6 separate regions of the Mus musculus genome follow, and all the other regions are linked to region 1. A link is a contact called in public promoter capture Hi-C data. All regions are on one chromosome and are shown on one strand. The core of a region is the stretch at or near the end of the contact, and the rest is flanking DNA. Distances in the headings are between cores, read along the strand shown. Region 1 holds the start of Os9 (amplified in osteosarcoma). Region 2 holds the start of Stat2 (signal transducer and activator of transcription 2). Region 3 holds the start of Timeless (timeless circadian clock 1). Region 4 holds the start of Spryd4 (SPRY domain containing 4). Region 5 holds the start of Gls2 (glutaminase 2 (liver, mitochondrial)). Region 6 holds the start of Rbms2 (RNA binding motif, single stranded interacting protein 2).

What was found. Promoter capture Hi-C pulls out the DNA fragments that hold promoters and counts their contacts.
Region 2: a contact with region 1 is called in a promoter capture Hi-C map of pre-B cells, with 2.5 times the contacts expected there. The contact joins the promoter of Stat2 here to the promoter of Os9 in region 1. A contact is called at or near these places in 4 of 39 promoter capture datasets (the C10 cell line, cranial neural crest, hippocampal neurons and 1 more), 1 of 115 datasets of contacts at active chromatin or transcription factors (bone marrow-derived macrophages) and 3 of 9 other capture datasets (adipose tissue, liver and pancreatic islet).
Region 3: a promoter capture Hi-C map of pre-B cells shows a contact between it and region 1, with 3 times the contacts expected there. The contact joins the promoter of Timeless here to the promoter of Os9 in region 1. A contact is called at or near these places in 7 of 39 promoter capture datasets (the HPC-7 cell line, the SN4741 cell line, cranial neural crest and 3 more).
Region 4: a contact with region 1 is called in a promoter capture Hi-C map of pre-B cells, with 4 times the contacts expected there. The contact joins the promoter of Spryd4 here to the promoter of Os9 in region 1. A contact is called at or near these places in 2 of 39 promoter capture datasets (cranial neural crest and pre-B cells).
Region 5: a contact with region 1 is called in a promoter capture Hi-C map of pre-B cells, with 4 times the contacts expected there. The contact joins the promoter of Gls2 here to the promoter of Os9 in region 1. A contact is called at or near these places in 5 of 39 promoter capture datasets (cranial neural crest, hippocampal neurons, liver and 1 more).
Region 6: a contact with region 1 is called in a promoter capture Hi-C map of pre-B cells, with 6 times the contacts expected there. The contact joins the promoter of Rbms2 here to the promoter of Os9 in region 1. A contact is called at or near these places in 5 of 39 promoter capture datasets (cranial neural crest, hippocampal neurons, liver and 1 more).

What each region holds. Positions count from the first base shown.
Region 1 is chr10:127,118,824-127,123,131 of GRCm38.p6, forward strand. Os9 (amplified in osteosarcoma) reads right to left here and starts at 2,337. Exons shown (of 15, transcript NM_001171026.1): 1 at 2,134-2,337; 2 at 1,546-1,722; 3 at 781-844; 4 at 580-656; 5 at 276-374. The coding sequence starts at 2,295.
Region 2 is chr10:128,268,355-128,272,662 of GRCm38.p6, forward strand. Stat2 (signal transducer and activator of transcription 2) reads left to right here and starts at 2,144. Exons shown (of 24, transcript NM_019963.2): 1 at 2,144-2,363. It overlaps Apof (apolipoprotein F), which reads left to right and starts at 345. Exons shown (of 2, transcript NM_133997.3): 1 at 345-415; 2 at 641-2,896. The coding sequence starts at 658. The coding sequence ends at 1,605.
Region 3 is chr10:128,229,905-128,234,212 of GRCm38.p6, forward strand. Timeless (timeless circadian clock 1) reads left to right here and starts at 2,159. Exons shown (of 29, transcript NM_001164081.1): 1 at 2,159-2,271. It overlaps Mip (major intrinsic protein of lens fiber), which reads left to right. Exons shown (of 4, transcript NM_008600.5): 4 at 415-1,908. The coding sequence ends at 600. It overlaps Gm26847 (a long non-coding RNA gene), which reads right to left and starts at 3,159. Exons shown (of 2, transcript XR_380941.4): 1 at 2,844-3,159; 2 at 686-2,751.
Region 4 is chr10:128,209,833-128,214,140 of GRCm38.p6, forward strand. Spryd4 (SPRY domain containing 4) reads right to left here and starts at 1,962. Exons shown (of 2, transcript NM_025716.2): 1 at 1,877-1,962; 2 at 76-1,559. The coding sequence starts at 1,961. The coding sequence ends at 1,021. Gls2 (glutaminase 2 (liver, mitochondrial)) reads left to right here. Exons shown (of 18, transcript NM_001033264.3): 18 at 1-172.
Region 5 is chr10:128,192,720-128,197,027 of GRCm38.p6, forward strand. Gls2 (glutaminase 2 (liver, mitochondrial)) reads left to right here and starts at 1,916. Exons shown (of 18, transcript NM_001033264.3): 1 at 1,916-2,188. The coding sequence starts at 2,007.
Region 6 is chr10:128,174,266-128,178,573 of GRCm38.p6, forward strand. It overlaps Rbms2 (RNA binding motif, single stranded interacting protein 2), which reads right to left and starts at 2,303. Exons shown (of 13, transcript NM_019711.2): 1 at 2,085-2,303. The coding sequence starts at 2,150.

The DNA of each region.
Region 1 (4,308 bases), core at 1,087-3,586:
CCCTGCTACACCCAGAGCAAGAAGAGTCAAAGGCAGGCGCTAACGTTTACAGCTTAGGTAGCGGGGGAAGGAGAGGAGATGCTGGAAAGGTTAAATGTGGCTAGAAGTACTGAGGGTAGCCTGTGGTAAACGAAGAGTTAAATTACCTCTGAAGATGCAGCTGAGACTGGGCTGGACACCTAAGAGATCCTCTGACTCCAGGGCATAAGCATTCTCCTCCCTTAGCAGGCAGACTACTGTTATTCAGGGACCCTTTTCTTTCCTGGAAGACTTACCCGAACTTCAGCTTCTCGGGGCTTCCCGTTGAGATCACATTTGGACCCGTTGCCGTAGGTCTGGCTGTGGTAGCGTTTCAGCCGATGCTGCTTGGAAGCCTGGAGAAAACATGAGGCGGGGTGGAGAGGGCGTGAGAAAGGGAACACACTCCCGCAGGGACCGGGGGATCACAGAACAGAGCCCAGGAGGCTTGATGGGTACCAAACCCCAAGAGGCACACCAGCTCAATGTGACCCTCCCTGTTGCCTGGGCCCTCTATCTGCCGCTCAGCCGGTCCCCAATCCAACCCCACACCCCAGTCACCTTGGCTGTTTCGTCGTCCCAGTTGAAGGAGGACTGGTAGTGGCCAAGATAGAGGACGTCACCTTTGATCTCCGAGTCTGTAAGGGAAACCACAGTAAAGCCCACTATTCTCATGATGAGGCCTAGAAGGGAGGACTGGGAGGGAAGGTTACCAACCACACAGGGTCATGAAGGCTTAGGGGGAGTGTAGGAGCGATTCACCTTCCATATGGTACTGCTGGATATGACGTCCATAACAGAATTCATATGTCCACCAGTCCTTGGTCTGATAGTGGAAAAAGGAACAATCAGGAGGCAAGAAAATGATCTCCTTGTGAAACCACAGTCTCCTGGCTCCGAGATATATAACCTGTCATTTAGTTCTCACCTCCCTTTTTCTCTCCCCTCCCGCATTCTCGACTCTGTGAGAAGGGACAGCTGTTTTCTTTTCGTGGCTGGAGACGCACATCTAAAGTATAACTGATCCCCACCCATGCCCTTTCTTCTTCTTTTCTTCTTCTCTTCTTTCTTCTTCTTTCTTCTTTCTTCTCAGACAGGGCTATGATGCTCTGTGACCCACCTGGGATCACAGGCATAAATCATTCCCTGCCCTCCATAAAGATAAGAAATCATGGTATCCTTGAAGCACTTGGATGAGGACTCCCACAGGTTCAAGTATTCACTGAACTTCGTGGAATACAATGGCATCCTGAGGTAATGAGCAATAGGAGCAGGAGGTGACTTTACAGGTAGGCTCCAGCTCTTCTGGTCCCACCACCGTCCTTCTGATGTTGGTTTAACCTATTTTGAGATCTTCTATCTTAACCTTTCCCTACATTCAGCAGAGTCTTTGCTTTGCACGCCCCCACCCCACCCCCCACGCTCCCCCCCCCCCAAACATATCTAGTACACCAATGGCCCTTTAACTCCCACTGGCCTCCATTCCGGTTCCCAAGCCTTCCCTCCGCCCACCCCAGTTCCTTTCACCTTCAGCAAACAAGGGGCATCTCTCATTGGGCTCAACAATTCAGGGATCCCGGGCCCCTGGTAAGCAGGCGTCTCCTCCTCTCTTTCACGTTGGAAGTGAATAGCTCCAGCTGGTAGGCGGCACTCATAGCGCTGTTTGTACTTTGAAGACACAACCACCACGTCTGAAGCTTGGCTCTGGGAAAGAAGGGTCGGGAAGAGGGGCAGGGAGGCAGAGGCTGGGACCAAGAACAACGAGATCCCTCTTCAGACCCTGGGGACGTGCCCAGTGGAAGAGAGAATAAGCCACAAGTCCTCCAGCTGCCCCGGCTGAGCGGAGGAGAGGGCGTTCTCGCTTCCCCACCCGGCGGGGTCCCAGTGATTTCACTACGACCTGGGGAACTAAGGTCTACAGTGGGGAGCCCTACCCCTGTCGGTGCCTGGTCTCCGAGGATGGGTCTGCCTGCCATTCCCAGCAGGACCGCAGGAACACCACCATCCCTTCTCCATTCCCCCATTCTCCCGAGCCCGGTGCGCAGTTGCCCTTCCTCCTCCACCGTGCGCCCCTTCCTCTTGCACAGGACCCTCACCTCGCCCCACACCCCTTACCTGCCCTCCCATGACAGGCAACGGCAAGATCTGGATGCCATAACGCATCTCACTCAGCTCCTCCAAATTCAGGCTCCCGACACCGCCCGTCAGACGCGCAGGTAACAGGAGCCCTAGAAATAGCAATCCCAACAGACTGGACAGCAGCACCTCCGCCGCCATCTTCCGCTCCGTCTCTGCTAGAGATGTCCCTTCCGCCCCAAACCTGGCAGCGGCCTCACCCGCCCATTAGCGCCCCAAGCTTTCATTGGCTGTCCGGGAGCTCTCTCTTACGTAACGCATCCTCATTTGTAAACGTGGCGTCAAAGCCTCCAGGGAGGCGGGTCGCATTGTTAGTAAAAATCAATAGCTGTTTCTGATTGGCCAAGAGCAACAACCAATCATCGGCGAGATTGGGCCCCTCCCCTCCTCGCTCCTTAATCCTGAGGTGTGGTATGTGGCTGTGTTCTTTTGCCTGTTGTCTCATCCCCAGCTGTCGGAAATAAACCTTCTTACTATTTTTCATATATTTCTTGCAATGTATGGCATCTCCATCGGGCAGAATATTGAAGCGGATGGTGAGTGCGGGGGATATTTTTGGAAGTTACTTAATATCTTTTCAAAATATACTATACAGAAGCATGCTTCTTCATAAAAATATACATATATCGCACAGATATTTATGTATGTACATATATAATTATGTACATATTTACATTTATATACACACAAATATACATGTACATATTTTTATATACACATATATGATAATATATTACCAACAACCAAATAATCTGTGTCAAAACCTGAATTTGCCCTCCAATAAAATTATTTTAAGAAGGAGAGTGTGGTAGTGCATGCCTGTAATCCCGACACTCATGACACAGAGGCAGGAGGCTCAATAATTCAAGGTCATCCTCTTCCATATTGTGAGTTTGAGACCAGCCTTCGATATTTGAGTCACACTCTCAAATACACACAGACACTGGCTTAGCAGGGTTCAAGCTGCATCACAGTTGGTGTACACACCTGGAATCCAAGCAGTCATCCTTGGCTACATAGAGTTGGGTTCAAGCCTGGAATACATAAGACTCTGTCTCAAAAGAAGAAGAAATAATAATGGAGCCAACAGTGGAGGTAGATGCCTATAATTATAAGCTGAGGCAAAAAGATGAACAGTAGGAGCCAGCCCAGCTTATGAATAGCAATCTTTGAGGAGGAGGAGGAGGAGGAGGAGGAGGAGACAAGGAGGAGGAAGGCAGGGGAGAGGAGAAGGAAGAACTAAAAATAAGGGCCTTCTGGTTAAAGTTGGGCTGGGTCTTGGGTATGTGGGTAAAGTGTCTGTTTGTCCAGACTGTAAGGGAAAACCTGTAAAAACAAAAGGGAAATGAAGCTGGAAACAGACGGTAACTGAATTAGCAACCCTGAGAATATCAATTCCTAGACAACGGCAAACGAGAGACATTATATACCATTGGAAAATTTCTGCGGGGAAGCTCACCACGCCAGGGGAAAATCTAAAAGATACACAGACACATATCCTGCTTTTAACACCTTGGGTTATGTGCCTGCACACAGACTTTTCGATCAGATCTTCATAAGACCTCACAGTTAAAAACTCGGAAAGCCAAGCACAGTTATCTATCTAAGGGAAATCCTTAATACACAAGAAAGAAACCAAAACAAGCAAGTCAGAAAGGAAAAAGCAAATTGGAGGCTAGAGAGATGCCTGGGGTGGAAGAGGCAGGGGTAGATGGAAAAGTGTTTTGGTGTAGGCCTGAGTTCATAGAAAAATCTAGCTCAGCCGACAATCTGTCATTTCAACTCATCAGGGCAGTTTTATGTCAGTGTGACACAAGCTAGAGTCATCTGAGAGAAAGGTGCTCCGCTGAGAAAATGCCTCCACAAGATCAGGCTGTAGTCCAGCCCATAGGACATTTTCTTGATTAGTGAATGTAGCCCAGCCCATGGTGGGTGGAGCCATCCCTGGGCGGATGGGCCAGGATTCTATAAGAAAGCAGGCTGAGCAAGCCAGTAAGCAGCAACCCAGCATGGTCTCTGCATCAGCTACTGCCTCCAGGTTCCTCCCCTGTCTGACTTCCTTCAGTGATGAACAGTGGCGTGGAAGCATAAGCCAAATAAATGTCCTTCCTTAACTTGCTTTTGATCCTGGTGTTTTATCACAGCAATAACAAC
Region 2 (4,308 bases), core at 894-3,393, 1.1 Mb after region 1:
TCACAAAAGACACAACAAAATAACATGGATGAAGATGTGCCAGTGGATTTGAAGTCTCTGAAGACCGTCTGGTGAGTATCGATACAGCCCAGCCGTCTAAACGTGGCAGTCCTCAGTAGACTCTGTCCTTGTCCCAAATTAAAGCCAGGTGACCTTCATGGAAGATAAGATCAATGTCCTCACTGTTGAACCTTTCTGTCCCTGGCTTATTTGCAAAGGCCCTGGCCAATGTCAACATTGGGAGCCTCATCTGCACCACAGGGGCTGATGGGTTTGCTCTAGCAATTGGCCCAGCCCCTTTCACCTCAGCAGCCCCAAATATCTCTCCTATTCATAGGGCAGAGAAACAGGAGCAGGATTGTGGAACTACCGAAGCTACCCAGGGACTCTTACTTCTCAATGGCCGGACTGTATGGTAATCTGGGTCCCCCATAAGTGGGTGGGCATTAAATGGGGAGGTCACTCTGACCTAGAAATGACAGAAATTGTGCTGCACTTCCCATATCCTTACCCCTTTGCTAAACAGAACATAAGCTTGGAGGTAGGTGGTAGATTGGGGGTTCCCTGAATCTTGGGCTCCCTGCAGACTATAACCTTCAAAGACATGGTCTGCATGTTTTGGGGTTCTCCCTTTTTCCAGGGTGCTCAGCTCCTGACATGCATAGCCTCCGACTCATCCTGATGTCAATCCAGCTGCTTTGCTATCTCCTGCTGTGTCCTGTGGATGCCACTTCACACGGAGAGGCAACCAGTGTCTCTACGGTGCTCCCTCCCTCGAAGTTGGGATACCAGATGCAGACCTCAGACAAGCCCTTGTCCTGCCAGATGCTGCTCCCCAAGTCCCTGCCTGGCTTCACTTACATGCCCCCTGTCTCCAAATTCCTGGTAGGCCTGGCTCTAAGGAATGCTCTGGAGGCAGCTGGCTGCCAGGCTGAGGTCTGGGCTCTTCAGCTTCAGCTTTACCGATTAGGAGGTGTGGAGGCTACACAAGCCCTCATCCACCATCTCCAGGAGCTCCAGAAGAGTGGACACACAGACCGGGAAGTGTCTGTGGATGCCCTGTCCTCTGCTCTGCAGCTCTTAGCCTGGGAGCAGCCAGGTCCAAAGAGGGCCAAACGTTCGATTTCCAACACAGACTGCGACAATGATCAGGAACAGAGTGTCCACAATGTGGTTGACCTACTACCAGCAGTAGGCACCTACTACAACCTAGGCACAGCTTTGTATTACGCCATTAAGAACTGCTCTGACAAGGCCAAGGAACGAGGTCGAGATGGGGCCATAGATCTGGGTTATGATCTCTTGATGGCCATGGTAGGCGCGTCAGGGGGCCCAGCTGGTGCGGTGATCACGGCTGCTCTTAAGCCAGCGATGAAGGCTGGGGTTCAGCGGCTGATCCAGTATTATTATGATGAGAAAGAGGTGACCACCCCTCAGCCAGAGGTGACCACCCATCAGCCAGAGACCGGAAAGGATGCCACCACAGATATCGGTGTTGTGGAAGAAATAGCCATGTCTAATTTTGTGTCAGAAGTTGAAAGTACAACTTCTAACTGGGAGTGGCCTTTATTAAAGAACTATGGTGTCTTGGCGTACAAGAGATAGTAACAAAACAACCAATAAGTGGAAAATTCTGACAAGAGAAGTGTAGATGGATGGATGGGTGGGTGGATGGTTTGGGATACTGTCATCGCTTGCCAGTAATTTCCTTCTTGAAACTTAGATTTTTACACTCTAATGGGGCTGGCTAACTTCCACCTGAACAAGTGATTATAGAAATTAAAAAGCGTTATCATGAACCCACAGTATTTATCATTCATATCCTCAAAAATACCTTATTACCTCAGCTCTTCCCTCCCTATCCTAAGGGACGCAGGTCCCACCCTTTCTATGGAGTCCTAGGTGCCTTCACGCACCCTGGTTTCAGTTTCCTTTCCCTAGAACTCACGGTTCGGTTCGGGTAAATCAGCTGCTAGAATTCCTGGCTAAGACTTTAGTTGGGCTCCGCCCGACTAGGGGGGCGGGAGCGGGCACTAACGAGCTTCTCCCTCTCCGCCAATCACTGAAGTCGGCGGTGTGGTTTCAAGCAGCTTGTCCAGCCCAGCGCTGAACGGGGTTGTGTTTCAGCCAATGAGAGTGACACGCGGGGAGGGCGTGGCTAAGCTTTCGGTCGCCCCACCGATCCCGGAACGCCGAGCGTCCACAGCCGGGTGATCCATTCCGCCAGCCGGGTGACCCATTCCGCTGTTCGCTATCTTGGTCCGCCGGAGTCGGGGGAGGGTGGAAAACGGGTCCTTGAACCGCTTGGAGAATTGGAAGTTGCAGCGAGAGCACTGGAAGGAGCGGCACTGGACCCTCAGAAGGTACAGGCCCCGAAAGGGTGTGCGGAGCGGGGCGGAGGTGCCAGCCGGTTCCCGGGAAGGGCTGCTGCCCCGGGTGATGCCCCTGTAGACAAGGCTTCTGCTCTCTGGCTGAAGTCGAACACCCTGCAGGATGCTGCACCGCTGCACAGTTCTACTTCTCAACCCTGTCGACTTCCTTCCAAAACTCCTCCGCAACCCTTGCAGCTGCTCTATGTACCCATTATGATCCTTGTCATAAGCCAAAGCTTTAACCTCTGCTCTGCGAATCTATTTACTTATTTGTTTGCTTCCTTATTATATTTTTAAAATTTGTATGCATGTTGTGTTTATGTACTAGGTGCGTGCCTGAATTGGCCAGAAGAGGGCCGAATTTACTAGGACTGGAGTTAAGATGGTTGTGAGCAGCCATGTGGGGGCTGGGAACCGAACCCAGGTCCTCTGGAAGAGCAGCCAGTGCTCTTAACCATGGAGCCATCTCTCGAGGCCCTTTACATAATTTTTGATCCTTGCACAAATAAATAAATAAATAAGAAAGACATCCTTGATCATTATGTGTGTGTGTTTGTATAATATATATATATACACATATGTATATATATATATTATATACATATAATACATATAAACTATAGTCCTAGAGGTGAAACTGTTTGCTTAAGGTTACACACAAAGTCTAGTTTATTTCAGAAAACCTTATTCAGTGCAAAACTGATATCGGAGAGTGAAGCCAACTAGAGAAAGTACTTTGTTGCAGCCCCTATAGCCTACGTGCAGTTAGTTCACTTAGGCAGACTTTGGGTGTGAGGGTTGAGACAGGGTTTCTCTGTGTAGCCCTCCTGTCCTGGAAACTCAAAGATCCACCTGCCTCTTCCTCCCAAGAGCTGGGATTAAAGGTGTGCACCAACACCACCCGTCAAGTTTTTGTTTCTTAGAAGCAATACAGGCATATAATTTAAAGAGTCAAGTACCCGTTTGGAGCTGTAGCTCAACCAAAGCTTTCACAGAGAGTAAGGCACGAGGATCAAGGATTGCAAGAAAGCTAAAATGAAAACAAACATTTTGTTTGAAGAGAGATTGGATCAGGGCTATGGAGATGGTTCTTCAGTTAAGAGCACTGTCTGCCCTCCCAGATGTCCTGAGTTCAATTCCCAGCCATGGTGGTTCACAACCATCTATAATCCTAGAGTCCTATAGGATCCAATGCCGCTTCTGATCTGTGGGTGAACATGCAGACAAAACATCCAACATATACATAAAATAAAATTTTTAGAAGGAGAATAATTGGATCTCCTGCCCAATCTCTTCCCTTCTCCATTCCTGCCTTTAAGGAAAGAAAGTCAACGCCTGGACTCTAGGTGGCAATGTTTGCTCTGTAGTAGAATCATGTGACCTTTAAAGAACACTTGTGTTTCTTCTAAGCTTTTCAGCTCTAGGTACAATAAGAGTAAGATTTTTATTTTTTCCTTTTTATTTATTCTTCTCTCATACATCCTGACCATATCCTCCCTTTCCTTCCCTTCTCCCAGTGCCCCCACCCCATCTCTCCTCTCCTCCAGATCCCCTGCCTCTCCCCTGTCAGCAAAGAGAAGGTCTCCCAGGGGTATCACCCAAACACGACATAGCAAGATGCAGTAAGACTAGGCACAAACCTTCAGATCAAGGCTGGCCAAGGTAACCCAGGAGGAGAAGAAGGGTTCCAAGAACAGGCAAAAGAGTCAGAGACACTCCACTCCCCCCACCCACCCCACACACAAGCTAAACAATCATGACGTATTTGCAGAGCACTCATCTCAGAGTGTTGCAGGCTCCATGATTGCTGCTTCAGTTGCTGTGAGCCCCTATGAATCCTGCCTCGTTGATTCTGTGGACAGTGTTCTCATGGTGTCCTCACCCCTTCTGCCTCCTACCGTCCCTCCTCCCCCTCTTCTGCATGGTTCCTCCCCCC
Region 3 (4,308 bases), core at 909-3,408, 1.1 Mb after region 1:
ATATACGGGTGTTTTGCATGTGTGTCTGTGCACTTTGTGCCTGCCTGGTGCCCTTGGAGGCCAGATGGAGCATTTAGATCCCTGGGAACTGGAGTCACAGATGGTTGTGAGGTGCCATGTTAATGCTAGGAAATGATCTTGGGTCCCCAGCAAGAACAGCGAATGCTCTGTGCCATCTCTTCAGCCCCACTGAGTCTATAATTTTAAAACCAACCAACAAACGAACCAAGAGAGCTGGTGTTCTGTTCAGTGCTAGCCCACAGGCTTCATTCACATGAAGAGCCCCAAATGCAGCAGGAAGAACAAAAAGCTACATTAGCTTTCACTAATGCCTAGCTGTGCGCCTGAGAGCAGGATATGCTGTGTTTTCCTGAAGAGTCCCGAAGCCTGAGCATGCCTCCTCTCTTCCCACAGGTGTACTGGGTGGGCCCGATCATCGGAGGGGGCCTGGGCAGCCTACTCTATGACTTTCTCCTCTTCCCCCGGCTCAAGAGTGTTTCTGAGAGACTGTCTATCCTGAAGGGAGCCAGACCCAGTGACTCCAATGGACAGCCAGAGGGTACAGGGGAACCTGTCGAACTGAAGACTCAGGCCCTGTAAAAGCTCCAGTTGGAGAGAGCCGCAGAAAGCCGCTGGGTTTCAGGGAGGGCCAAACCGGCCCTTGGATGAAGAAAGAGACTGTGGGGAGGGTCATGTACTTCTTTATTTTTTAACTTACGTTTTTCATTTTTTTCCCCCTTTTGCTGTGTGAAATCTTTCAAGTTGCATTCACGACTGGTTAGTGCAAACTTCCCTTCCTCCCCGCTCCAGCTACCCTCGCCGTGTGTGCACGACTGTTCATATGAATGTGGGTGCGTGTGGCCGTGTCTGAGTTTGCGGGCACAGAAGCTAGGGGAGGGGAAAGAGGTGTCAACATGTATGTCATTTCCCACCCCAGTTTGGTGAGCACAGGGAACCCGAGTTTCTGGCCTTTACCCTGCTTCCATTCAAGTATATGCACCTTGATTTTTGAAGGGTCACGGGGGTGGGTGGGGTGTCGTTCCTCTCAGGAAGCAGACAGCAGAAAGAAAGGAGGAGGGAAGGCATTCCAGGGGTTAGGAGGTCTGGTGGGAGAGGAATCCAAGATTTTATTTCCAGATCACCACACAAGTGTACCTAAGTTTTGAGGGAGTTAATGGGAGACTATAGGCTACGGATCTCATGGATGCTCATCCCAGAGAAAAGTAAACACGGGCCTTGAGTTGTTCTGTAAAGCCACATAAGCCTGCCTACATCCACCGGCTGGGCTGTGTGTTCAGAAGCCTTGAGCCACGGACCTTCCAATAGAAACAGGGGTTAGGCAAGTTTAAAAGGCCCTGCCTAATAGCCCCAGACAGAAGGTGCTGAAGCCCAGAATTGCTCTCTGAGGCTAAAACAGGAAATCTGGTGTCTGAAGCAAATTTACAGGAGTTGAGGGGCAAGACGGGGGTGGGGTGAGTGGGTGGGGGAAGATTCATTTAGAGCAAACTGAACTTTGCAAATGGCATCTCTGTACTTTTATCACTAGCTCCATAGTCTTTTATTTTTGTATGTCTTTTCACTTTTCTCTCGGCTATCCTTTCTGCTAACTCTCCCTCATGACCCAGATATCGATCTCCTCAATCTAAACGCTTAATTCAGAGATGATTTTTTTTTTTTCTTTTGGAGCCCTATCTTGTATTTGTTCGTAAAACAGCATCGTCTCAACAGGGGCGCAGGTGACCCTGAACGAACAAGGAATATTTATTTCAGATCTTTCTATTCTGAGCTTCCTGTATATACCTTGCCAGCTTTAAAACATATGCCTGTAAGAAGACAGACAACCCAAAACTCCACCCCAAACATCAAACTCTCCACTTCCTCCCAAATAAAACACATCTTTTCTAACTAGCCATTTAAGACTTTGGAATAGTCCACTGGACTGGAAGGGGAAGTACGTCTGTAAATTCTCCCTTAATTCGATCTTGATTCTTATTATAATTCAGTAGAAAACCCATAGCGTTTTGGTTTTTTACTTTAACGCAGATGCCCGACTCACATAAAACAGTCCTTTTGGGTTTCCCTTCTTTATCCAATCCTCCCTCTCTCGTCTAGAGTCAAGTGGCTCTGCCCGCCCCGCCCCGCCCCGCCCCGCCCCGCCCCCGCCCGCGCAGGCGCAGACTGGTCGCTCTCAGCCGAGTGGCGGGAAAGGCTGCGACCCCGCACCTCAGGGCCTCAGGCTCTGCGAGGCTTCAGAGGACTCGCGGAGAGCGGGTGAGTGTGTCCGGAGGACCCAGGACCGACAACGGGCGTCCCTGAGGTGGTGGGACGGCGGGGCGGCGAGCAGCGGAGCAGTGAGCGGCTACTTTCCCGCCGCGCGGTTGAAGGGCGGGGGCGGGGCTCCCGGCGCGCACGCGCGTTCTGATCCTGCTCCCGGGCGAGCGCGCCGGAGACCTGCCGGGTTTTCGCGGGTCTCTGCACACCCCGAGCTCGGGCTAGGGAAGGGACGGTGAGGCCAGGATCTTCGAGTTCCGAGAGTAGAACAGAACCCTTCTGCAGTCCAGACCCGAAGACACAGTGGCCTGGAGGTCGTCAGGAGCCAGGATTCTCAGGCTTTGGGGTCTTCATAGGCCTGGTTCGATCCTCTTGCCTAAGAAGGACACAACCTCTAGGGGTGTCAGCTAGGACAAGAGCCATTAGTTAAGCTTCTTTCCTGGAGTGTCATTTCTTTGTCTTTGATGCTGTCACTAGAACCTTGTTTTGGAAAACAAAAATCAAAAAAACTGAAGCCCGTGGTTTTACATTTACTTTGAAACCCCATTTTGGTCGCGTACGGTTTTGCTTACCCAGGTGGGTGTCTTGCGTCCCTGACATTTTTCTCATCCAGTTTGACTTCCAACCTCAGGGAAAGGATGTGTTTGCTTCGCGTCCGCTCGTACCTCAAGGTACTTGAACTCCCTCTGCTGGAGAGTTCTTGTCACTTAAGTGCAGTTGCCCTAAATTCCAGTAATTCAGTTTATCCAGCCCTCCAAGCTAGTTACCCCACAGACAAAGCCTCAGCAGGTTGGGTTGCTTGTTACCAGCCTGAGGATTTGAATGAAGTCTTAGGGGCCCTCATGGTGGAAGGAGAGAACTGAATCCCATGAACAGGAACACACAGAAAGATGAATCATAAATAAAAGGACAGGGTCTCAGTCCTGGCTGGGCTGGAATTCTCTGTGTAGACCAGGCTAGCTTCAGACTCACTGGGGGAAAGGAGCTTGCAGTAGGAGTTTCAGCCCTTCATGGTAACATGATTAAAAGCAGACCCTGGCATGGTGGAGCACACCTTTATCACAGCAGGAGGATCTTTGTGAGTTTGAGACCAGCCTGGTCTACATACTGATTTCTAGGACAGTCAGGAGTACATGGACTAACTTTGCCCCAAAGTTGGGGGAAACATAAATAAATAAAAGAGTTTCTGTTTAATTTTTTTTGTGTGATGGAGCAAACACTGGATGTTGAAAGCATTCTTCAACTGAGACAGCTCTTTCATCTTTTTTTGGGGGGGGGGGGCAGCTTCTTAGGCCCACCTTTGGAAAAGACAGGTAGGAAAGGCCTTTGGTCTGTTACAGATGTGTGTGGGCATGCACATATTTATACATACATATACACACCTAAGCATGCACACAATACACCAGTGGTCTCCCTGGAAAAGCTGAGTGTCTTTGAGCAGAGTCGGATTGCATGTACAGAAGCTACCTCACCAGAGACCAGGTCTCTGAGAACGGAAGCTACCTCACCAGAGACCAGGTCTCTGAGAACGGGCCAGAAGAAAAGGCTCCTTCCAGTCCTGTCGTTCAGTGAGTATTGCACCACTTCCTTGTCTTTGTCAGAGTTTCTATTCCTGCACAAAACATCATGACCAAGAAGCAAGTTAGGGAGGAAAGGGTTTATTCAGCTTACACTTTCCACATTACTCTAGCCTCTGCCTTCCTAGTACTGGCCACTCCCCTCTTTGTGTTCCTGAAGCATTGTAGCTTTGTTTATTATCAGTGCCAGTAAACAAAGTTTATCATACATGGCACTCAGTGCCAAGAGATGAGAGCAGAGGTCCTGGCCTTGAGGACTGGTGGAAGACATGCAGGTATAACTTCTGCAGTTGCACTGACAGGAATTTTCCCCAGCTCTTCCCTCTCAGTGTGCTCACTGGCGTGTGTCCTGATTCCTCCCCATTTGTAGCTTTAACCTCCCTCCCAGACTTGTCTACTTCAGTCTAGGGATCAGCGTTTACTAAGCACCTACATGATCCCTGGGATCAAGGAGTTGACA
Region 4 (4,308 bases), core at 712-3,211, 1.1 Mb after region 1:
TAGAAGTCTGCGGAGATCTGTCCATCTTAGCCAGGACACGCTGCTACTGCTGACAGCAATTTTATAGACAGAGTATTTTGTGTTCAAATAAACTTTAATTACATGAATTATAATTTTTATTTTATATTTTGCTAAATTTAGTCGTTCTCTTTCTCCCCTAAGGACATCATCAGTTATCACCATTGTAGCACCCAGGGTCAGACAAGTCCAAACTGAATATTCCGCATACATATTCAACTGTTTCACCAGGTTTTCCTCAAACCAAAATACTGCTTTTATTAAGTACATTCTGTGGCCAAGGGAGATGGGAGTTGTGGGTCTGAACAGGCTCCAAAATGGATTGTGTAAAGTTGTCTTTTTTCTGGAGCTTTGAACTGTGGCAGATACACAGAAGGAACTTATCGAGGGTAACGTTTCTGGCACCAGAGCCATACATGTCTCCCTAGTGTCTCTTTCCCTTTGTCACATAACTGGCACAATGGTTATGGCAAACTGCCTAGGTATCAGGTATCCAGAAGACAGATGGACTCAGAGTGGAGATAGCTGCATCTGGGTTGGACTGACATCTCTAGTGCTGAGGTACAACTGAGGAAGCCAGAACCCAAGAATCTGAGGTGCATCAGAGAAAAGGCCAAGCCTGTGGCTGCCACTCCTCCAGCCAGAGGTAGAGAGCATTTACTCTAGAGAATCTGGTGAGCCCCCAAAACAAGTTACATGTGGATAAGGGACGGGCCGAGAGGCAGGACCGCAGGACTGAACAGTCTAAGGTGTGTGGGCACAAGTAGAAGGACCCAAAGAACTGGCCTGAGGAGGCGAATCCCCTGATGACCTAGGAAACTGGCGACTTTGGCTGTATACCTAGCTCTTACAGAGTAGGGCCCAGGGGAAGATGGCTACAATATTGCACAAAGGATCCCAACAGAATTGTGAGAGCTACCAGTTGCTTGAAACAAAGTAAAATCGCTTTAGACACTAAGGACAGAAAGCTGACCATGAGCACGATTCAGGGTCTTGGCCACATTAGAGGCCCTTGGGCACTTCGAGTCCTGAGTGGGTTAGCAGCTCTCCATCCCAAAGAGCAAAAGCAGGTGCCACTGGGCCCCGGAAATCTGTCTGTAGTGTGTGGATCACAGAGATCCGACTCACATCCACCAGGCTCAGCTTCTTTGCCTCATAGTCCAGCAGCAGCCCCACCTTCTCTGGTTGCCCAATACCCTTAATTGGAGCTTTTTCGTTGGCCAACATGCTGTGCCACTTGCGCTGGGCATAGGAGAACACCCAGGAACGATCATCAGCACCAACGCAGCTGTCCCGGGACATGTCCACGTCTGCCACTCCTATCCGGAACTGCTGGGAGCGCTTCACTGTTACCTCCCAGTAGTGTCTGCCACTGGTGACTGTGGTGTCTCCGAGCACCACTGCCCACTCCCGGAAGCGCTCCAAATTCAGGGCCACCTTGGTGGGTTCCAGTCCCACCAAGCCATATTTGACACCCGTGTCGCCTCTGAAGAGTGCCAGGCTGCTGTGGGCCGTTTTTTCTTCCAGTTTGAAACTGATGCCTGAGGGCAGAGCAAAAAAGAACTCGTAAACCTAGGGCTGTGTTTGATCTGAAAGCTGTCCAGGCGATGACGGGAAATCGAGAAAAGTCAATGTCAAATGTTAACATGGAAAGAGCAGAGGTGCCGCTTTAGTAAGACAGCCCTGGGAGCTGCAAATCACTGACTGGGGAAGCCAGAAGCCGGTGCCCCAGGTTTGGAATCTTGCTAGATCAAGGCAGAGGGGAGAGAGGAGAAATGAGGAGTGGAGTTCTCTGATCGCGCTCTGGGAATGACACGTTAACTACTTTGGAGTGACAGTAAAAAAGAAATATGCCTACCTCTCCGGGATTCCACAGCAGGGACCCCCCATCGCTTGGTGCCCCAGCGGTACAACTTCCAACAGCGTGCAAAGGGCAGCGCCATCTTGTGCCACAGATGCACGGGGCACGCCCCCAGGGGACACCGACCAATGACTGGTCCGCGCCCGGAGCACGTGGTGCGAGACGCGAGTGTCGTGAGAAATCGGTATCTCGGTGATTTCTAGTCTGGCGAGCTAGATCAATACGTGAAGAGACGTACTGATTATATCTCAACTAAGTAGGATACCCCTCTCACACACACACACACCCAGAGAGCCTGTGTAAACAGAGTCTCTGATTTGTTTGGTTTTGAAACAGGGTCTCCTGTAGCCTGGATTGGCCTGGAATTCATTATGTAGTCATGGCTGGCCTCAATTTCATAAAAATCTACCTGCCTCTGCCACCCAAGTGCTGAGACTAAATTAATGCATGCGATACCAAGTCTGGCAAGATAAAAGAAGTATTTTTTTAAAGTAGTTTAATCCGGGGGGGGCGGGGGGAGTGACACACAGCCCTCAGGAGGCAGAGGCAGGCAGTTTTCTATGAGTTCGAGGCCAGTCTGGTCTACATACCAAGTTCCAGGACAGGCAGAGCACCACACATTATTTAAAAAAAAAAAAAAAAAAAAAGCGTAAATCCGTTTCCCAGAGCCTCAGCATTCTCTTTGGACAGAATGTGTCTACATTCAAGCTTACTGTTCTGTCTTCTGAGACAGAGTTACTATGTAACCTTTGCAGGCCTCAAACTCTAGATCCTGCTGCCTCAATTTCCCAAGTGCCAGGTTGTGCTCAGTTTTTTTTTGTTGTTTTTTTTTTGTTGTTTTTGTTTTGTTTTTTTCGAGACAGGGTTTCTCTGTATATCAGTTTTTTATTATTATAGTTTGAGACAGGGTCTCAAGGATCGGCCTGCCTCAGCCCGCGGAGTGCTGGGATTAACAACATGACTTGTGCTCATTATTATTATTATTGTTATTATTATTATTATTATTATTATTATTATTATTATTATTATTATTATTATTATTTTCGAGACAGGGTTTCTCTGTGAAGTCCTGGCTGTCCTGGAACTCACTCTGTAGACCGGGCTGGCCTCGAACTCAGAAATCTGCCTGCCTCTGCCTCCCGAGTGCTGGGATAAAAGGTGTGCGCCACCAACGCCCGGCTACCTCATTATTTTTTAATGTATAAATGAGCTTGAAAGTGTGTGTGGGGTGGTGCAGTGACTCATTCTCTCCACTAGGGTTCAGTCAGGCCCAGCCTTTTCAGCCCCGTAACTGTAGAGATGCAGGTTAACTTTTTTTTTCCCCTTCTAATTACAAAACTACTTTTAATACTTTGAGGTATGTCGCATACCTCAAAACTGGGAAGAGTAACCTCACTTTCCAGGAGTGGCCCAGGGTAAGAGAGGAAGGAAACACGAGAGGGACCTGCTGCAGACTTGCAAATGCCGAAGGGAAGGAACTGTATAGCACGGTGGGAAGGCTCTGGCGCATAGGCGAAGACCAAGAGGGTTGGTCACGAAGCCGTTCTCGTTTGCCTTTTTCTGTTTCTGCTGCACGACCTCCGAGTCTCTCCGCCTGCGGGCGGCAGAGGAAACCAATCGTTATCCCGGCGCTTCCCCTTAACCGAGTCGCTCTCCTTGCTCTGGGAGAGCTCGCACTCAGGTACCGCGGTCCTGAAGCAGCTCCCACCTGCCTCGTTTGCATCCCATCTTCCTCTTCTATTGACTTTTAAACGTCGGAGCAAAAATGTTGAGGGAATTTCCTCTAGAGAGGTTGTGCCTGTTCTGCTAATGCTTCGGGTGTGGATAATGAAGAGGGAATGGTTTCAGAACTGGGTCTCTGAAGCACCTATAGACTTGCGCCTTCTTATTCCCTGCCCTCATCATGACCACTGAGCTGTATTCCTGGCCCTTTTTAAGATATGGTTGTTTGCTTGTTTTAATTTGTAGACGAGGTCTCACGAAGTTGACATTGGAACTCATACACACTGTAGCGTAGGGCAGCATTTGAACTGTGGACCTTTCTGGCGGAGCCTCCTGAGTCTGGATTATAGGTATGTATCGCCAGTGGAAATACCTGCATTATTTTATACTCATTCAGAGAGTAGCTTCACCTGTCATTTCTTATATTACTTTACTTCTACCATCAAATAAACTTACCTTCATCATTTAGATGATCTGTGTGCCTTATTTTTTTAAGATTTATTTTATTTTTAGTTATATATGTGGGGCGGGGGAGTCATAATATGTACATAAGTACAGGTGTCCTTGGAAACTGAAGAGACCACCAGTTCCCCTGAGCTGGAGTTATCGTGGTTGTGAGTCCTGGGAACTGGACTTAGGTTCAGTATCAAGCACAGAGCCATCTGTCCAGCCCACCTGCCTTATTGTTAACAAACAATCAATACTTA
Region 5 (4,308 bases), core at 666-3,165, 1.1 Mb after region 1:
CCTATATATAATAAGTAAATATAATGTATATAATAATAATAAATAAGTAAGTAAATAAATCTTTAAAAAAACCAGCTGGGCGTGGTGGCACATGCCTTTAATCCCAGCACTTGAGAGGCAGAGGCAGGCAGATTTCTGAGTTGGAGGCCAGCCTGGTCTACAAAGTGAGTTCCAGGACAGCCAGGGCTATTCAGAGAAACCCTGTCTCGAAAAAAAAAAATCTTTAAAAAAACATAACAAACAAAAACCCCCACATTTATCTAAGTGTGTGGGGGGGTTTCATGAGAACCATTGTCTGAGTAATTATCAGGTTTGGGAACAAGAGCCTTTACCCAGTGAAGTGTCTTGGTTCCAATTTGGTTTCCTCTTTTCAAAACAAACCTAGTAACTGCTTCTTTGGCCACTGCTAGGGGAAAATAAACTAACTGGTTGGCATAGCATACACATGCAATAATAGTTGTTAATATAATTCCTGCTAAGTCAAAGTGCTGTGAGGGCTGAGGTCAGGTGAGTGAAAGCTTTCGAAGCCCACGCTGGCCTTGGACTCTTTCAGATGACGTTGAACTACTGACCCACTTGTCTCCACATCCCTGGCGCTGGGACTCCAGGAATGCTGACCACCACATTTTTAATTCTCCTAAATTTTGTGCATTTTCTCCACTACAAACCAAGACCACACCTTTAATCCCAACACTCTGGAGCCTAAAGTAGGTGGATCTGAGAGTTTGAGGTCAGGCTGGTCTAGCTCGTAAGTTCTAAGAGATACGGAGAGGCCAGGTCTTAAAACTAAAAACAATTGGGGGAGCACGTATATGTTTTGTGTTTCTTTGCTTTTTTGTCGTGTGTGTGTGTGTGTTTGTGTGTGTGTGCACGCGCACCGGCATGCGTGTGGTGTTGCACACCCCTGCAATTCTAGCACTTGAGAAGTTGAGGTAGAAGGTTGGCCACGAATTCAAGGCCAACACGGGCTACAAACTGAGTACTACGGCAACAAGGGCTATATCTCAAAGCCCTGTTTCTAAAACAACAATAAAAAAAGATTTCAGCCGGCCCAGCACTTGGGAAGCAGAGGCAGGCGGATTTCTGAGTTCGAGGCCAGGCTGGCCTACAAAGTGAGTTCCAGGACAGCCAGGGCTATACAGAGAAACCCTGTCTGGGGGGGGTGGGGGGGGGGAAGATTTTGAGTTCACTGGCTTATTTTAATACGTGAACTTTAGAGAAAGAGAACTTTAGAGAGAGACTATAAGTCCTCCGCAGCCACCAAATGACCTAAGAACCTGGGCTCCATGACGCCTAGCAATGAAGCGCGGCGGGCTGCTTCTGGACCGTCTTTCTGTCCACTCAGCGCCAGCGCGCATCCGTGATTGGGGTGTTTGCAGCCCGCACCGCCTGCCTGTAAGTGTGCACTGGCCACCCCTGGCCTTCGAACATGGAAGGTCACTACGTGGCTCCCGCATCCCGCTCGCTCTCATCTCTCTTTGAAAGTGTGGCGTTTTCATCTGCACCAGAGCACTCCGTCGTCCCCAGCCCTGGCGCGTTTCCACGAACTCCGACTGCGCAGAGGCCGATCCTCTCCCCGCCAAAGCTCTGACGCGCGCCGGTGTCCCGACTGTCCCAGCCTCCCGCGCCTTTCCCCGCCTCCCAGCGTTCCTCCTCCTCAGTGATTGGACGCGGTTCCTGTCCCTTTTGACTCCAGACCACGCCCCCTCCCCACCCAGCCGCCTCCAGCTTCTCCTCAATCGAACCCGTGGCGCTCCTGGCTGGAGGCTGTGAGGGGACTATGGGTGTACCTGCGGGATCCGAGTCGTCCCGGACTGGCCCCTCCCCGGACCCCAACCACTCCCACCGGGCCGGTCCTTCCCCCCCCCACCCCCCCCCCGCAGGCTCCACTGGCCCCAGGACTGCTCCCGGGCTCCTAGTCTCGCCCGCCACTCTTCCGCCCCTCCCTCCTCGCCGCCGCTCGCACGTCTGGAGCGCCCGGGCCGAGCGGGTGGCGCGCCGGGGGCATGCGCTCCATGAGGGCTCTGCAGAACGCGCTGAGCCGCGCGGGCAGCCACGGTCGGCGGGGAGGCTGGGGTCATCCGAGCCGGGGCCCGCTTCTGGGCAGGGGCGTCCGGTACTACCTCGGTGAGGCCGCAGCGCAGGGCAGGGGGACGCCGCACAGCCACCAGCCGCAGCACTCGGATCAGTAAGGCTCGCGGGACAGGGGCAGGGGACAGGCTGGCTCCCACTCCCACTGTCGTTCTCGCTAGCTCCCTGGGAGTCCCCTTCCCCAGAGAGCGAGCGCATCTCATCTCCTCTCCGCGCTCACTAGCCTGCGATGCCTTTTCCTTTAGATGTGGGGCTTTGGGTCCGCCGCGCTCGGGCGGTCAGGTGCTGTCCGCCGCGCTCGGGCGGTCAGGTGCTGTCCGCCCGGGAGGGCGTTTGGGCAGGTCGGTCTTCGAGATGATGCCTGTCCAAGGTGCGTACTTATTTGGGAACGCAGATGGGCGCGGAGTGTTGCTTGGTGCACGTGTCTGAGTGCAGGGCCGAGTGCACACCTGCCCATCCCCAGCCTCTCTTCTCTGGTCCCAGTATTTTAGGGAATTTTGTGGATATCGAACAGCTTCCTGCCCCAGGTCCAAGTGCGCTTGGGTCTGACTGTGTGGGGTTTCTTGTCTCTGCCTGTCGTCAGTGGGTAATGTGCGGTGTGCGTCATTGCTGATGCGCACGTAGGTGCGTATGTGTCCGGAGTGTTTTTGTAGCAGAGCTTAACCGTGGAATATCTTATATGCTGGCAAAACACTGATAATCAAGTTTCCAACTTGGTTTTGGAATGCGTTGATTATTCATAAATGAGAAAATTGTGAGACAGTTCCTAAACCAGTCAGCTATTGCGTTGCTCTGCCTCTCTAAATTGAAGTGTTTTTCCCCTTTGGGGCCATCTTCAACCCAGGAAGTCGACCCCCCCCCCCCCAGCATACATTGCCCAGGAATGCTTAGTAGCTGGGCTTTCTCTCCAGCCCCAAGAGGAGTGTTTTCAAAGCATGAAATTTGTTATCCTCAGACATCCAGCTGGACGTTGTCCTGGTAGCTCCTGCCTCATTATGGCAGTATAGGAAATGGACCGTTTTTTCCCTATCATATCAGCTTAGTGATATTTAGAAACATATGCACACCATAATTAAATGAACCAGACTGACACAGCAAACTACCTCAACACCAATAAATATGGTTGGGTAAGCAAATACCATTTGCTTATCCGTTCCCTTGTAAGACCTTTGGGGTGAGGAGCCAGAGGCATCCCTGAGTCCTCCTTACGCATCACAATTCACTGCAGTATGTGACAGAATTGTGTTGTTGTTTGTTTTTTCAAGACAGGCTTTCTCTGTGTAGCCCTGGCTGTCCTGGAACTCACTCTGTAACCCAGGCTGGCCTCAAACTCAGAGATCCATCTGCCTCCACCTCCCCAGTGCTGGGATTAAAGTCATATGGCACTACTACCTGGATGTGACTGAATATTTGTAGGAGACCTAGTTTTTTGTGGCTGCTTGTGTTCCAGGGAACTAATTGGTAAAGGTCTTAAACCTTGGCTCCCTTTGGAAGGTAAAGGAGGTTGGCAAAGAGGAAATACATTCTGATTATTAATTCTAATAATTCTGATTATTTAAAAGTATATAGTTTAGGGCTTCAGACCCAGACATTCAGAGTACTTGTTACTCTGGCAAAGGACTTGGATCTGATTTCCAGCACAGCACGTGATGGCTCACAACCATCTGTAAATCCCAGGGACTCACATGGGCATTCATACACACACAAATCTTAGGAAACACTTAAAAATAAAATACTTGCCAGGCGTGGTGGCTCATGCCTTTAATCCCAGCACTCGGGAGGCAGAGGCGGGCAGATTTCTGAGTTCAAGGGCAGCCTGGTCTACAAAGTGAGTTCCAGGACAGCCAGGGCTACACAGAGAAACCCTGTCTTAAAACAAACAAACAAACAAACAAACACCTAATAAAACCAAAATACTTAGCTTCGTTTTATTCTGTTTTTAAAAAGAATACTGTGATAGGTGCTAGAGAGGTGGCTCAGAAGTTTAAAACACTTGATACTTTTTGTTTGTTTCTTTCTTTTTTCTGAGACAAAGTTTCTCTGTGTAACCCTGGCTGTCCTGGAACTCACTCAGGACTGTCCTCAAACTGACAAATACCCTCCTACCTCTTCTTCCCAGTACTTCCAAGGCTGAGATTGAAGGTGTGTGCCACCACCATCCTGCTTGGTTTATGAACTTTTTAAAAATGTATATAGGTGTTTTGCTTTGTATATGTG
Region 6 (4,308 bases), core at 1,053-3,552, 1.1 Mb after region 1:
AGATATATTCAAATACATAACAACCTGAAAGAGAAAATCCATTTCCTTTTATTCTAATGGGTATCCTGAGAAACTTGGAGGGGAAAAAGAATCAGAAGAGGCTGTGTAGTAGGAGCCCTGGGAAGGCTGAGCCAGGAGGATTACAAGTTTGAGGGCCAGTTGGGCTACATAATAAAACCAAATTAGAAAGAAAGGAAGGCTAGCACTTAGGAGGCAGAGACAGGTGGATTTCTGAGTTCGAGGCCAGCCTGGTCTACAGAGTGAGTTCCAGGACAGCCAGGGCTATACAGAGAAACCCTGTCTCAAAAAACCAAAAAGAAGAAGAAGAAGAAGAAGAAGAAGAAGAAGAAGAAGAAGAAGAAGAAGAAGAAGAAGAAGAAGAAGAAGAAGAAGAAGAAGAAGAAAAGGAAGGAAGGAAGGAAGGAAGGAAGGAAGGAAGGAAGGAAGGAAGAGAAAGAAAGAAAGAAAGAAAGAAAGAAAGAAAGAAAGAAAGAAAGAAAGAAAGAAAGAAAGAAAGAAAGAAAAAGATAAGAGGCAATGGCTCATTCATATCTGTGATCCTGTGACCAGCCTGGGCTACAGAGTGAGTTTTAGGCCAACTTGGAGCAAAGACGGAGACCATGTCTCAAAACCCAAAACTAATAGAAAATGAGAATGAAACTTGTATACAGTACTATAAAGAGCTGAGGAGAATAAAGATAGGTGGAATGTTCCCTTTCAAACACACATACATATAAAATGAATTATATATACATATATACACATATAACATATATATATATGCATATATATATATTAGAAGGGCATCAGTTAATACCTATTGAAATATATAATATAATGTTTGTATATGTGTGTAATCAAAAATATGCATAGAGCTTCATTTCTTTTTTTGTTTTTGTTTGTTTTTTGACACAGGGTTTCTCTCTGTAGCTCTGGCTGTCCTGGAACTTGCTTGTAGTCCAGGCCGGTGTTGAACTTAGAGATTGGACTGCCTCTGCTTCCTGGGTACTAGATTTAAAGGCTTGCACCATCACCTGGCTGTAGAGCTTTCTTTCTTAAGCACATAAACAGAATGAAAACCACATAAACTACCCACCAGAGTACTGCCCTGATGAGATACTAGTATTCGAGTCTCTGAAATGGTCTTTTCAGGTCCACGAGGATATGAATCTCTCCCCACCTCCAACATTCCATCAAACAAGCATAGATCTCTGCACCACGTGTTTTCTTAAAGAACAGCTGTAATGCTCAAAAGAGACCAAAAAGTCTTCCTGCTATGGCTCAAAGCTCCTCCTCCAGCATTGCATACCACAAAATGCCAAGAAACTGCCAAGGATACTCTCTGGCAAATGTGGGCAAGCCTGTCTATCTCTCTCCAGGCTGTTCATTCACTCAAACATACCTTAACTCCTCAGGCAGCCAGGGGTTAATCATAAAGACTCCAGGGATCCTTGCTAAGCCTGGCTATCTGCAGGGTTCCAAGTATCCTCTCAAAAGGCATGACCCAAAGAATCACAGAGCTTTCTGCCTTAATCCCAAAGCATGTTATCTCCCCAAATTCCTCTGCCAGGATGGGTGGGGTGGGGTAGGGTCTCTCGTCTAGAAGCACACACTTAATTCTTGATGAGCCTTGAGACCTCTCAAACTACCTGTAATTTTTCTGCTATCTGGTGGGTTGAGTAAAAAGCGAAGTGAGGTGGGGGTAAGGGTGGATGCAATTAACCAAAATGATAAAATAATCTTGCCGGGTGTGAGCCTAGGGACAAGGTCTGAGTTGTCAGACTATCCCCGGGACCATGGGCGCAGCAGCAGACAGGCAGACTAACTTCGTTTCAGAAGATACAAACTTGCAAAGTTGGTTGTTTTTATTCCGCTGCCTCCTCCAGCCTCACAAACTTCTGCTCTAAATTCCTTTAACTCCAGAACCAGGTGCAAAAAGGCAGGAAAGACGCGGTGGAAGGAGAGGCGCTGAAGGGGGACAGAGGAATCTCGTTCCCCTCTTAAAGGAGAATTCTAAAACCAAGGGCGCTCCTGGATCCCTAGGAAAGGAAGTAGCTGATTCCCCAAAAGCACTTTTTTCCTACCTTCTTGTTGTTCTTGTTATAGCCAAAAGTCGAAATCCCAGGCCTGGAAGTCACTGATAGCAGCATTTTTTCTTTACTGTTACGGAGCTGAGAGAGAGAAAGAAGAGAGTGAAGGAAAGGGAGGGAGAAAGAGGGAGGGAGGAGGGGAGGGGGAAAGGAGAGGGAGAGAGGAAGGGAGGGAAAGAGGGAGGGAAGGGAGAAGGGAGGGGGAGGAGAAAGAGGAGAAAAGGAGCACGCAAGAGAGAGAGAGGGAGTGGGGGGGGGGCCTGCGGGGAAGAATGAGCTAGGTCTGCTCCTTACGTCACTGAGAGAAGTTAACCCAAAGTCAGAACGAGCCACTTCCACTGGGTCCTAATGCCCGGGATGTTCTGTTTTGGTTTTGGTTTTCATAGGCTTAGTTCAAGCTAGAAAGAAGAATTCTTAGGTCTAATCCTTTTCAAATGTAACCCTGTTTCTCCATGAACAAGTTCTGATTATTATGAAAAGACAATTAACCTATTATTAATAAAAGACAATGGTTTTTGTTGTTGTTTTGTTTTGATTTGAAGCTTTCTTTCCCTGAGATCTCAGCTACAAGATTTCAAACTTGGCCTGAAAAATGTCTTAGTAAGTTGCCAGGCCTATGCTCAGTTCCCAGATCTACATGGTAGAAGGAGAGAACCAGCTACCAAAAATTTTTCTCCCCCGACCCCAGCACCCAATGTGGCATGCCCACATATGCACATACAAAAAGAAATAAATGAAATAGTATATATATATATATATATATATATTTAAAGACATCAAGCTTAGTGTAAAAGGACCATCTTGACTGCCTCCCAGAGCATGGAAAGAAGACTATATGGCAATACCGTGTGTGAGAGCTCAGAGCTCAGACTAGTTTATATTAGGGTGATTTTTTTTTTTTTTTTTTTTGGTTTTTGAGACAGGGTTTCTCTGTGTAGCCCTGGCAGTCCTGGAACTCACTTTGTAGACCAGGCTGGCCTCGAACTCAGAAATCCACCTGCCTCTGCCTCCCGAGTACTGGGATTAAAGGTGTGCACCACCACGCCCAGGCCCAGCTTATATTAGGGTGATCTTGATGCAGTAAGAAAGATTTTGGAGTCTGGAGAGCTGGCTCAGGGGTTAAGAGCATGGCTGCTACTCCAGGAGAGCACAGCTGATTCCCAGCATCCACATGAGGTGACTCACAGTCACCTCTATGGCCACTAGCTTCCATGGATACCAGCATGCTCACACATGTGTGCTCTCTCTCCCTCTCCCACTCCCCCCCCCCATCATATACACATGCATACGTATATACACATACATAAGTACACAAAACACACACAGAGACACACATACACACACAATGTTTTATTTTTTATTTTTTGAGACAGGGTTTCTCTGTGTAGCCCTGAATGTTCTGGAACTCACTCTGTAGACCAGGCTGGCCTGGATATCTGCCTACCCCTGCCTCCCAAATGCTGGGATCAAAGGTGTGCACCCCCACTGCCAAGCTAATTTTTTTAACATTAAAAAAAAAGTATCTTGGAGCTGGCGAGATGGCTCAGTGGTTAAGAGTGCCAACTGCTTTTCCGAAGGTCCCGAGTTCAAATCCCAGCAACCACATGGTGGCTCACAACCATCCGTAATGAAATCTGACGCCCTCTTCTGGAGTGTCTGAAGACAGCTACAGTGTACTTACATATAATAAATAAATAAATAAATAAATAAATAAATCTTTAAAAAAAAAGTATCTTAAAATTAATAGGGCTGGTGAGATGGTTCAGTGGGTAAGAGCACCTACTGCTCTTCCAAAGGTACTGAGTTCAAATCCCAGCAACCACATGGTGGCTCACAACCACCCATAATGAGATCTGATACCCTCTTCTGGTGCGTTTGAAGACAGCTACAGTGAACTTATTCTAATAAATAAATCTTTTAAAAGAAAGAGAAAAAAGTAATTAATTAATTAATTAATTAATAATAATACAGAGAAACCCTGTCTCAAAAAACAAATAATAATAATAAGAAGAAGAAAAAGCATGGCCTAGGGATGGTGATACACTGCTTAAAGCTGGAACTCCAGCATGTATGAAGAAAGATCACCAAAAGCCTGAGGCCAGCCAAGGCCACAGAGTGACCAGTGACCGTAGGATCCACTGCAGAGCTTGAGGGAAAAGGCCAGCCTAGGCTATACTTTTTTTCACATGATAGTTCAGCAGGTAAAGGTGCTGAAAGA